Regions from separate parts of the Mus musculus genome. Here regions 2 and 3 are each linked to region 1. A link is a contact called in public HiChIP or PLAC-seq data. All regions are on one chromosome and are shown on one strand. Each heading gives the region's core, a stretch centred on a gene start, on an enhancer-like site or on the middle of the called end of the contact. The rest is flanking DNA. Distances are from core to core; before and after follow the strand shown.

Region 1 (2,740 bases), core at 168-2,667:
GCTGTTTAAATGTTCATGCAAGCTGAAACTATTTCTAATTGCAAAGTAGTGGTCCCCATTTAAAGTGACAGTGATGCAGCTGATTACAATATGACATTGTAAGAAATAGCTCCTTGGTGTCTGGTCACTATACCCCACTGATCCTCCCGGAGTTTTCCAATTTGTAACAAATGGTTCCCTTCTCTTCATCAAAATTCCAATGTCCATCCAATTTGTCAGAATCAAAGCAGAACAAACTAACCTTTCCCCATCAACAAAACAATGTGTCTTATACAACGGTTACACTTTTACCTTCGTCTTCTCTTTCTCTTCCTTCTGAAGTAGTTCTGGTGTGTCATAATTGTGACAGGAAGAGCTAGAGTCACGTTTCTTTGCAATCAGAGTGTGCACATTTTGGAATCAAACTTTCAGATGAGGTTTACTAAACTGCTTGCCCAGAACACTCTGGTTTAAAAGAAATGTGCATTGCTATTAATATTTTGAGTGTAGATTTTTTGGACAGTATATGTTCATTTTCTGCCCATAAAACCAAGTATGAGTCACAATGGAACATTTACTTCGAGTCAAAAATGCAATGTGTGCTGATGTTCAAGAGAAGAGCCTTATCGCTGGGGCTGGAAATCAGCAGGACAAGGAGTCCAGGGATCTCTATTTGCCTTCAGAAGTAGATCTGAGATCAAAGACTTTAATCTTCAATTCATAAACATTAGCATTAACTTGAATCCATAAATGTGTATAGTAATTATGGGTTATACTCTGGTTTGATTGTAAACAGGGCTCTCGTTCCTTCCTTTTTCACCTGGTTCAAGAGTCTTTATGTATGGAGGAAAATAATTCACACAGGCACTGGGGAAACAAGAACCAAGCAAGCTCCTCACCGCCTAGCCTTCAGAAACCCCAAAATCACCATAGTGAGTTTGATCTCAGGACATCTGTCCTCAGGATCCCATGCTAACACAGTTATTTATATAGTTTTCAGCACATAATATCTGCAGAAGAATACCCTGAATTTCAAGTCTCAATATCAGTATCATTCACTAACTCTAAAAAGTCTTTTATATTTGATTTTGCTGGGAAAGTTGGGGTTAAAGTTCTCAAAGAGTTGAGGTGTACTTTGTAAGCCATGAAAATTCTTTTACCTGGAGTTGGAAGATCATACACAGACAGACAGAAGTACACACACACACACACACACACACACACACACACACCCTCCAGCAGCACCCAGACCAAGTGGCAATAGTAACGTATTGAAATGAAAAGGCATTTACCAGGAGTAGGAAAGCCAGAACGAGCAGCGGTGTGCCAGGAGCTGCCCGACGGCAGCATTCCATACTTGGATCTTTGCCGGAATCCGAATCGGACACTGAATAAGCTGCTAAGTGCTCCTCTGCCCGCTGCTGTCACATCCAGTGCTGGGGCTCACACTCCAGCCCTGCCTATCAGCTTCCATCAGCCCCGCTCACATTTCCTGAGCGAGGGTGGGTGGGTGGATGGGTGGGGGGTAAGCTGAATGGAATCTCTCTAGAGCAGGCAGCCAGCCAATCAGACTCCTGCTAATCAGACATGCTGAATAACAAAGCGGTTGGGGGGGGGGTGCGCAGAGAAAGTGAACAGTGTGAGCAGAAAAGAGAGAAAGGGACTGAAAGGCAGGGGAGCAAGGAGCTGAGCCCGAGAAGAGGAGAGATAGATGTGCACTGGCAGAAGCGCAAAGCTCAAAGAGGAAGCAGGGCTGCGCTCTGAACAAACCTGGTTAGTGCTCTGTGAGACGCGATTCTGTTTGCCATTTGCCTAGGCTGGTGTCTGTTGCTCTGGAAAGTACAGTAGCTCCCTGTGACGGTGTATTGTTCCATTCAGGAGAGAAACTTAATCCCCGTCAATATAGAACATATGCTATAAAGGGACCAAGCCCTAGTCGGGACTGAATGTGCCCTTTAAGTGTATTCGGTGCTAGCGTTCTCTTCCTCTTCTATAAAGTGCCTTTTTATTTTCCCCTTTGAGTTTGGAAAAGAATACTATAGATGGTTTGGAAAGGTCCTAACTAAACCTAACAACGGCTTTAGTTATTTTCTGTATTGGGGTCTTGGTTTAAAAATAAAGGGCTGGCAAAACCTTTCTTTGTGGATTGACAATTTGAAACATCCAATACTTACAAGTTTAAAGGTACAATAAGACTCATTTAGAGCCCCTAGTTTAAAAGAAGCCCTTGACAAAGACTCCAGGATGAGGATGTTGAAATTTGTTGTGAAACAAGTGCTGGGTTTTGACACCTTGACAGCTTTTAATTATCTGATTTAACCCATGACAGGAAAGAAAGGCTGATTTAACCCTCACTTAACCCCAAACATTCTTCATCGGACACCTGACTCAGGCTTTCTCAGAGCTGCTATGACAAAACAACAAAATTTTGAGTGGGGTACCACCTCTTTCCTCTTCGCAGTGGAAATAGGGCCAGGCAGGTTGACCTCTGAGGTGCAATCCAGCTGTAGGAAGTACTAATGGGCTCCAGAGTGTCCGCATGGCTACGGGAAAAGGCCCGAAGATTGGGAGCCTGTTTCACTCAAATCAAGCAAAGCCTGAACGGGCCAGGAGGGTTTTTATTAATATATTAAACAAGTGTTAAGTATCCAATAAGGTTGTCTTTCCTCCTTATCAGTCCAGGAACACCATTTCGGATAAAGAATAAAGCAGTGAGCAAAGCCCCATTTCCACAGGAGAAGAGTTTCCTTGCAGATCTGTC
Region 2 (2,740 bases), core at 77-2,576, 890 kb after region 1:
AAAGATCAGAAAGACGAGCTGTCCCACTAGGGATGTTTGATTTCTACTAATGGGTGTACCAAGTTAAAACAGTTTCCTTTGTCAGGAGGTGAGGTTGAGATACAAGTAAAATCCCAGCATGGATTTCACATCCCTTACTAATTGTAGAGCAGCGTCTTTCCTTGTGCAAATCTACAATGCCGGTGTTCAAAGGACTCCACAGCAAACCCAGATACTAAAACTCAAAAAGTTTCTTTTCATTTCAGGAAGAAACTTCGTGTTTCTCATACTGTAAAGAGCTGCTGCTTGGGCTCAATCTCAGCCCTGATGCTTACAGGCAGGGCATCCCTAGAGAGTCATTTAGCATCTTTTTGTCCCAAGTACGGTCTATAAAACACGGAATACTGTGGTACGTGGTACATGGGACCATCCACAAGGACTGAATGAGTTTTAACGATGCCTGATTCCGGCAGGAACCCTGTACACTCAGTAGCTATTATGTAAATATTTCTCCATTTGAAATTGTAGCTTATACATATTTTTGGGCGCCATCACATCTTTGTCAATTTCTGTCTCTTCTATGCTCTGTAAAAGCTTATAACCTTTGCTTACAAAGTTGGAGTGTTGTGATAATCTCCTATTTTGGATTGGTTTTTAGTGCCCTTCCCTGTCCAAAGTCCCCAGAGTGATAGCTGTGGTACTTGAGCTGAACCATTCCAGGTTGGGCCAAGGTTGGAAAGCCAGGGCCTGGATGCTGTTGTGTGTTCTGCTGGAGTTGGCTCTATACAGGGACTCATGTTGCCTTCCATCTGGAGGATGGCCAATTCCGGCCTCTCTTGTGCTCCATCTGTTCTGGCACCATAGGTCTCCTCACTTCTCTCCTACAGGGTGCTTCTTATCACACACCCCCAGCATGCCCCCTCACCCCCCGCCAACACACACACACACACACACACACACACACACAGTGCTTCACCTCAATTGTCTCAAGGTGAGCACAACCCCAAAAGATCTGCCAAGCAGAAGTCACATTCCCTCGTGCCTCATCCCGATAGCTAGGAAAACAGCCTGGGCAGCCCAGGCCCAGCCATAGTCTATCTAACAGCTCTTAAAGCTGGAGGGTACGACTTGAGGACACAAATATAAAGAAACACATCTTTTGATCATTCCACCATGAAATAAGGCCAAATGGAGCCCATCTCTCGCTGGACCAGTAAAAACTATGGGGAAATAATCTTCAACATGGAGAACTGGAGAAAAACCGGATTAACTCATTTCACTAAGTGTTTAAGGGAGAGAGGCGATATGCGCTGTGTGTTACTGCCCTCCAGTGTTCACTGGCGTCCGCGACGCTAGGCTTTTACTGGGAATGGGCCTATCTGACTCATTTTGATGTTGATAGCTCGCTTTGTTCAATGTACAGTGAGTTCCGGGTCTTCCAGTGTTTCAAGTTTAGCATTAGAGAGCGTGAGTCTACAAACAAAAAGCAGCAAAGCCCCCAGCAACAGGAAGAACGCTCCGGGGGGGGCGGGGGGGGGGTTGGGTCCGCGAAAGCAATGCTAACCCCTGTAGTGAGTCTTCTAAAATTTATACAACTCAGAAAAGAGGAGGCGCTCCCAATTTCCGCAGAGCCTGCTCAGTCTGCTCTCCATAACAAAAGTCGACGGTCTATCTCTGACTACGTGGCTTTTAGATATTAGGGGTTTGTGCTTTGGGGTTTGACAAAACCAATGAGCCGACTGATCTCTCCTCAGCCTGTCCGTGGACAGAGGGCAGCTGCATTCGGTTGCTTCTGAGTAAACACTTCAAGGTCTACAAGATAACTGGGCATTTCCTCCGATTCCTTCTGAATCCTGTGTTCGTTTTGACGTCCGAGAAGATTCATCTTTCTTCATAGTCATCTTTTCCTCATTGTCATTCCACAAGGATACTGACTGTTTTAGTGTAACTGCACTCTGTGTGTGTGTGTGTGTGTGTGTGTGTGTGTGTGTGTGTGTGTGTGGTCTATTTGTCCTAAGTTAATCTTTTCTTAGACTGCAACTCCCAGAAATATCATAATCTTTATTCTACAGAAGTGTTCAGAGAAGACCAGGAGAAGCAGAATTAGATCTGAACTTAAATGCCTGGCTGCAATGGCCTATTAACTGTCAGTTTATGCTGCTTCTCCTGACAAAACTGTGCAAAGAGGGGCAATAAATATATGGCATTTTTTTTAAAAGTTGAATAAGAGCATTGCTTTCCTTAATTGGGGACGCTTCAGACACTGTTGACCGCAAGTCACCGGCTAGAGTTCTGTCATCTACCTTTTTAGTGATGTTCACAGCAAGAGAGGTGAACGCATCCGAAAGAAATCCTCACCATGACACCACTGCGAATGTGTTCCAGTCAGCCACAGCCATGCTGTGAGACCTGTCCCCAAGCACAGAGTCCAGCATTGTGGTGGACAGCATCAGCAAGCTCTCCCTCAATCCCATGTTAGTTACCACAGCCTCTGAAAAACGAGCACCTCCCATTTTCTTCCATCTCAGAGACCTTTGTGTCTTTACAAATGGCTTCAATTTCCTAGGAGGAAATTTGAGTAAGTTTTGTCCTTGTAAGAAGCTATCAAGGAAGGCAATGTAAAAGAAGTTTGAATGTGTCATTTTAAAACTCAAAAGGAAATAGTGAAACTGGTTTCTTTTCTTCTTTTTTTTAATATGATATTTTCTTTATATACATTTCAAATGCTATCCCGAAAGTTGCCTATACCCTCCCTCTGCCC
Region 3 (2,740 bases), core at 102-2,601, 850 kb after region 1:
ACATCCTCTTGGAGACAGGAGGGAGAAATGGGATGAGGAACTGTGGGAGGGGGGACCCAGAGGGAAGGGAGTGGCTGGATTGTAAAAAAAGATAAAAGTAATGTTTTTAAAAAACAAGAAATTACAGAAGCCACACAATTAAGGTTAGCTTAGGATAAGGATCTTTAAAGCTAAATGGTTACGCAAAAAGTATTTTACGGTTTATCAATAAAGTCGTTTCTTGTTAAATATATCTTAAAATTTAACCTGTTCCAAATGAATAAAAGGGTTGTAACTCCACACATTATGTAAGAAATGGGTCACATCGTAAGTATTTTTGGACATTTTCTCTTTGTAAAATCACTGAGTTGGGCCCAATGAGATTTAAATTATGTGGGTCTGGATTAAATTTTAATCTCAGCTTACCCCACACAGAAAATTTGGCACATCTAGTAAACAGTGATTTTCAAGTTTTTAACAACTGCCTCCGCAGTAAAACCCGTGGGAGAACTTTAAAGACTTGCAGACCACTGATCAAACCATGGCCTCAAATAAGCTTCACCAAGGAGTTCTCCAGGGAAAAAAGTTAATGCATGCATGCTCCTTAGGGGAACCACATTCTCCCATGCTGGGAGCCTGGGGAGGCCTGGGAAGGAGGGGTTCTGAGAAGGCCTGGGAGCGCAAAGCCTGGAGCAAGCGCAGAGCGCGGGCACCTCCGCAGCCTCCAGAGCGAACCTCGCTCCAGCCAGCACATCCCAGGACAGTGGGGCACACCACACCGCAAGGTCACCGCACCGAGGCGACTTTACATAATCTCCCGCCGCGCCGCCAAGCACCTGCGCGGCACCCTCCGTGCAGAGCCTGAGAGCTGCCGTGCAGGGACTAACTGCCTGGGAACCCGGTGGGCGGCGAACCGAGACAGCGGGGACAGAGAGCAGAGATGCCAGGGGAAGGGAACTGAGGTCTGAGTGCTAGAGTGGCAGGGACCACAGGGACTCGGAGTGGGAAGAGGAAGCAGGGATGCAGCGGCCAGGGAGGAGACTCGCGGAGCGAGCACCGATCGGAGACAGGGAGCCGGGTTATGGAGCCAGGCTGCCGCGCAGCGCCCCGCGGGGACCAGATCAGAACAGGGAGGGGTTGCAGGGGAGGACGCCGTCTGTCTGTCGGTCTGCGGGGCGGCCCATGGCGCACCTGCACGCGCCCTACCTGAGTGGCTTTGTGGAACTGCTTCTTCAGCCCTGCCACCGACATGATGGGATGCGGGAGGCTGCGCGGCCGGCAGATGCAGATGCAGATGCGGAGAGGCGGCTGGGGTCGCCGGGCCGCCGCTGGTCGTGCGACCGCGGGAGCTGCTGGCGCGGGGGCGCGGCGCGGGACGCGGGCTTGTGCGGAGAGACACCCTGACGTCAGGGCGGGTGATGCGGCCTCTTAAAGGGGACGCGGGAAGCCCCGCCCAGGGCGCAAGCCGAGGCAGGTGAGCGCGAGGAACCCCCGCACTGTGCGGGGGCGAAAGTCCCTCCACGGTCCGAAGCCTGGGCTGTCTTCAGCTGTGGGAGTCGTTCGTTCGTGGCCCTGGCAAAGGGATCACCGCCTTTGGGCAGTCTAGACTCAGGTGACCCAGCTCCCAGGTAGCCGCAGTGGTGCTGCCTGCGCACTGCCCTTGCCCTTTGAGCCTGGCCTCCCTGTGGTTGAAAAGCAGGGTGGCGGCTTATCTGGATCATGAATAAGTTATTGCTCATTTCATGCCCTGCCTTCCCGCATGATTGGCCACCGAAAACATTTCTCTGCCTCGATTTTAATATCCCTTAAGCTTGTTTCACCTTAGGGAAATCTATCAACTTTTTTTTTCCTGTTCTAGTACAACTTAACTACTTAAGATGAAGAGAGGTCCCTACAGTTTGACTGGGATACTGGAATGGAATTGATATGAGCTATAGCATATATTGATATGAGTAATAACATTTAATCTTCTATTTTCAAAAGAAAAAAAAAACGAATGCGAACTTGGCATTCACACAATTATCATGGACATTTTTTTCTTTCTTTTTTTTTTTCGTTCTAACATTTTTATATAATGAGGAAAGGAAAGGCAGTAAGTTATACAAACACCACATAGGGACAAAGGGTGGATGGGACTGGGTGAAGGGCCCAGAGCAGCACCAGAAATCTGTGCTCTTATGAGCAGCCACTTCAAGTTTGTCTTGTATGGAAGAGCTTGTGGGAGAGTCTCAGATGCAGGCCACACCTGCATGTGTGGATCAAAGTGATGAGCCGCCAAGAGGAGAGTAATTACGGAGAATGTGGAAAGAATCAACAGGACCTGGATTGGGTTCCTAGAAATACAGTTCCCCTCCCGCCCCCCCCCCCTCTACTGCCTGGTGTAAAGGAAGCCAGTAGACTTCTGCAGCTTGAGTAAAGATGAACGGAAGAGCAGGTGCAAGGGGATTCTAGACACGGGCTGGGTACCACTCACCCTTGCTACTGTGAATCACAGCACAACAGAATATCGGAGCAGTGAGCAGTGAGCATACCCTTCCAGTCTGCAAAGCAAAGCAAAAGGAAGGAAGGGGTCTGTAGTCTTGTGGTCCTTGCTGCTGCCCAGACCTTCCAATCTGTGGTACTTTCTAATTTCTAAACTACCGTGGAGGCATTGGGATAAACATTGGTTAGAGGATTTAGGCAGGAGGGACATGCTAATTCTTAATAATTCACCTTTTGGTATCAGGGCCACAGGGTTCGCTTCTCTCTGCCACAAATCTAT

Evidence for each region. HiChIP or PLAC-seq counts read pairs in DNA pulled down with a chosen protein or histone mark.
Region 2: an H3K27ac HiChIP or PLAC-seq map of embryonic stem cells shows a contact between it and region 1, with 8 times the contacts expected there. The contact joins the enhancer-like site here to the promoter of Adamtsl1 in region 1. A contact is called at or near these places in 7 of 39 promoter capture datasets (cranial neural crest, embryonic stem cells, frontonasal cranial neural crest and 4 more), 2 of 484 Hi-C or Micro-C datasets (cortical neurons and embryonic stem cells) and 4 of 115 datasets of contacts at active chromatin or transcription factors (astrocytes and embryonic stem cells).
Region 3: a contact with region 1 is called in an H3K4me3 HiChIP or PLAC-seq map of embryonic stem cells, with 9 times the contacts expected there. The contact joins the promoter of Sh3gl2 here to the promoter of Adamtsl1 in region 1. A contact is called at or near these places in 2 of 39 promoter capture datasets (both in embryonic stem cells), 8 of 115 datasets of contacts at active chromatin or transcription factors (astrocytes and embryonic stem cells) and 1 of 9 other capture datasets (embryonic stem cells).

What each region holds. Positions count from the first base shown.
Region 1 is chr4:86,052,652-86,055,391 of GRCm38.p6, reverse strand. It overlaps Adamtsl1 (ADAMTS-like 1), which reads right to left and starts at 1,417. Exons shown (of 29, transcript NM_001368621.1): 1 at 1,272-1,417. The coding sequence starts at 1,334.
Region 2 is chr4:85,161,512-85,164,251 of GRCm38.p6, reverse strand. No RefSeq gene overlaps it. Among named protein-coding and RNA genes, the nearest start is that of Sh3gl2, 43 kb to the left of the region's middle. Within about 2 kb of position 1,326, at least 17 of the 459 cell types and tissues checked have an H3K27ac peak or open chromatin away from gene starts, as enhancers often do. A contact at or near this core is called in embryonic stem cells and hippocampal neurons, where this site is marked.
Region 3 is chr4:85,204,067-85,206,806 of GRCm38.p6, reverse strand. Sh3gl2 (SH3-domain GRB2-like 2) reads right to left here and starts at 1,351. Exons shown (of 9, transcript NM_019535.2): 1 at 1,186-1,351. The coding sequence starts at 1,230.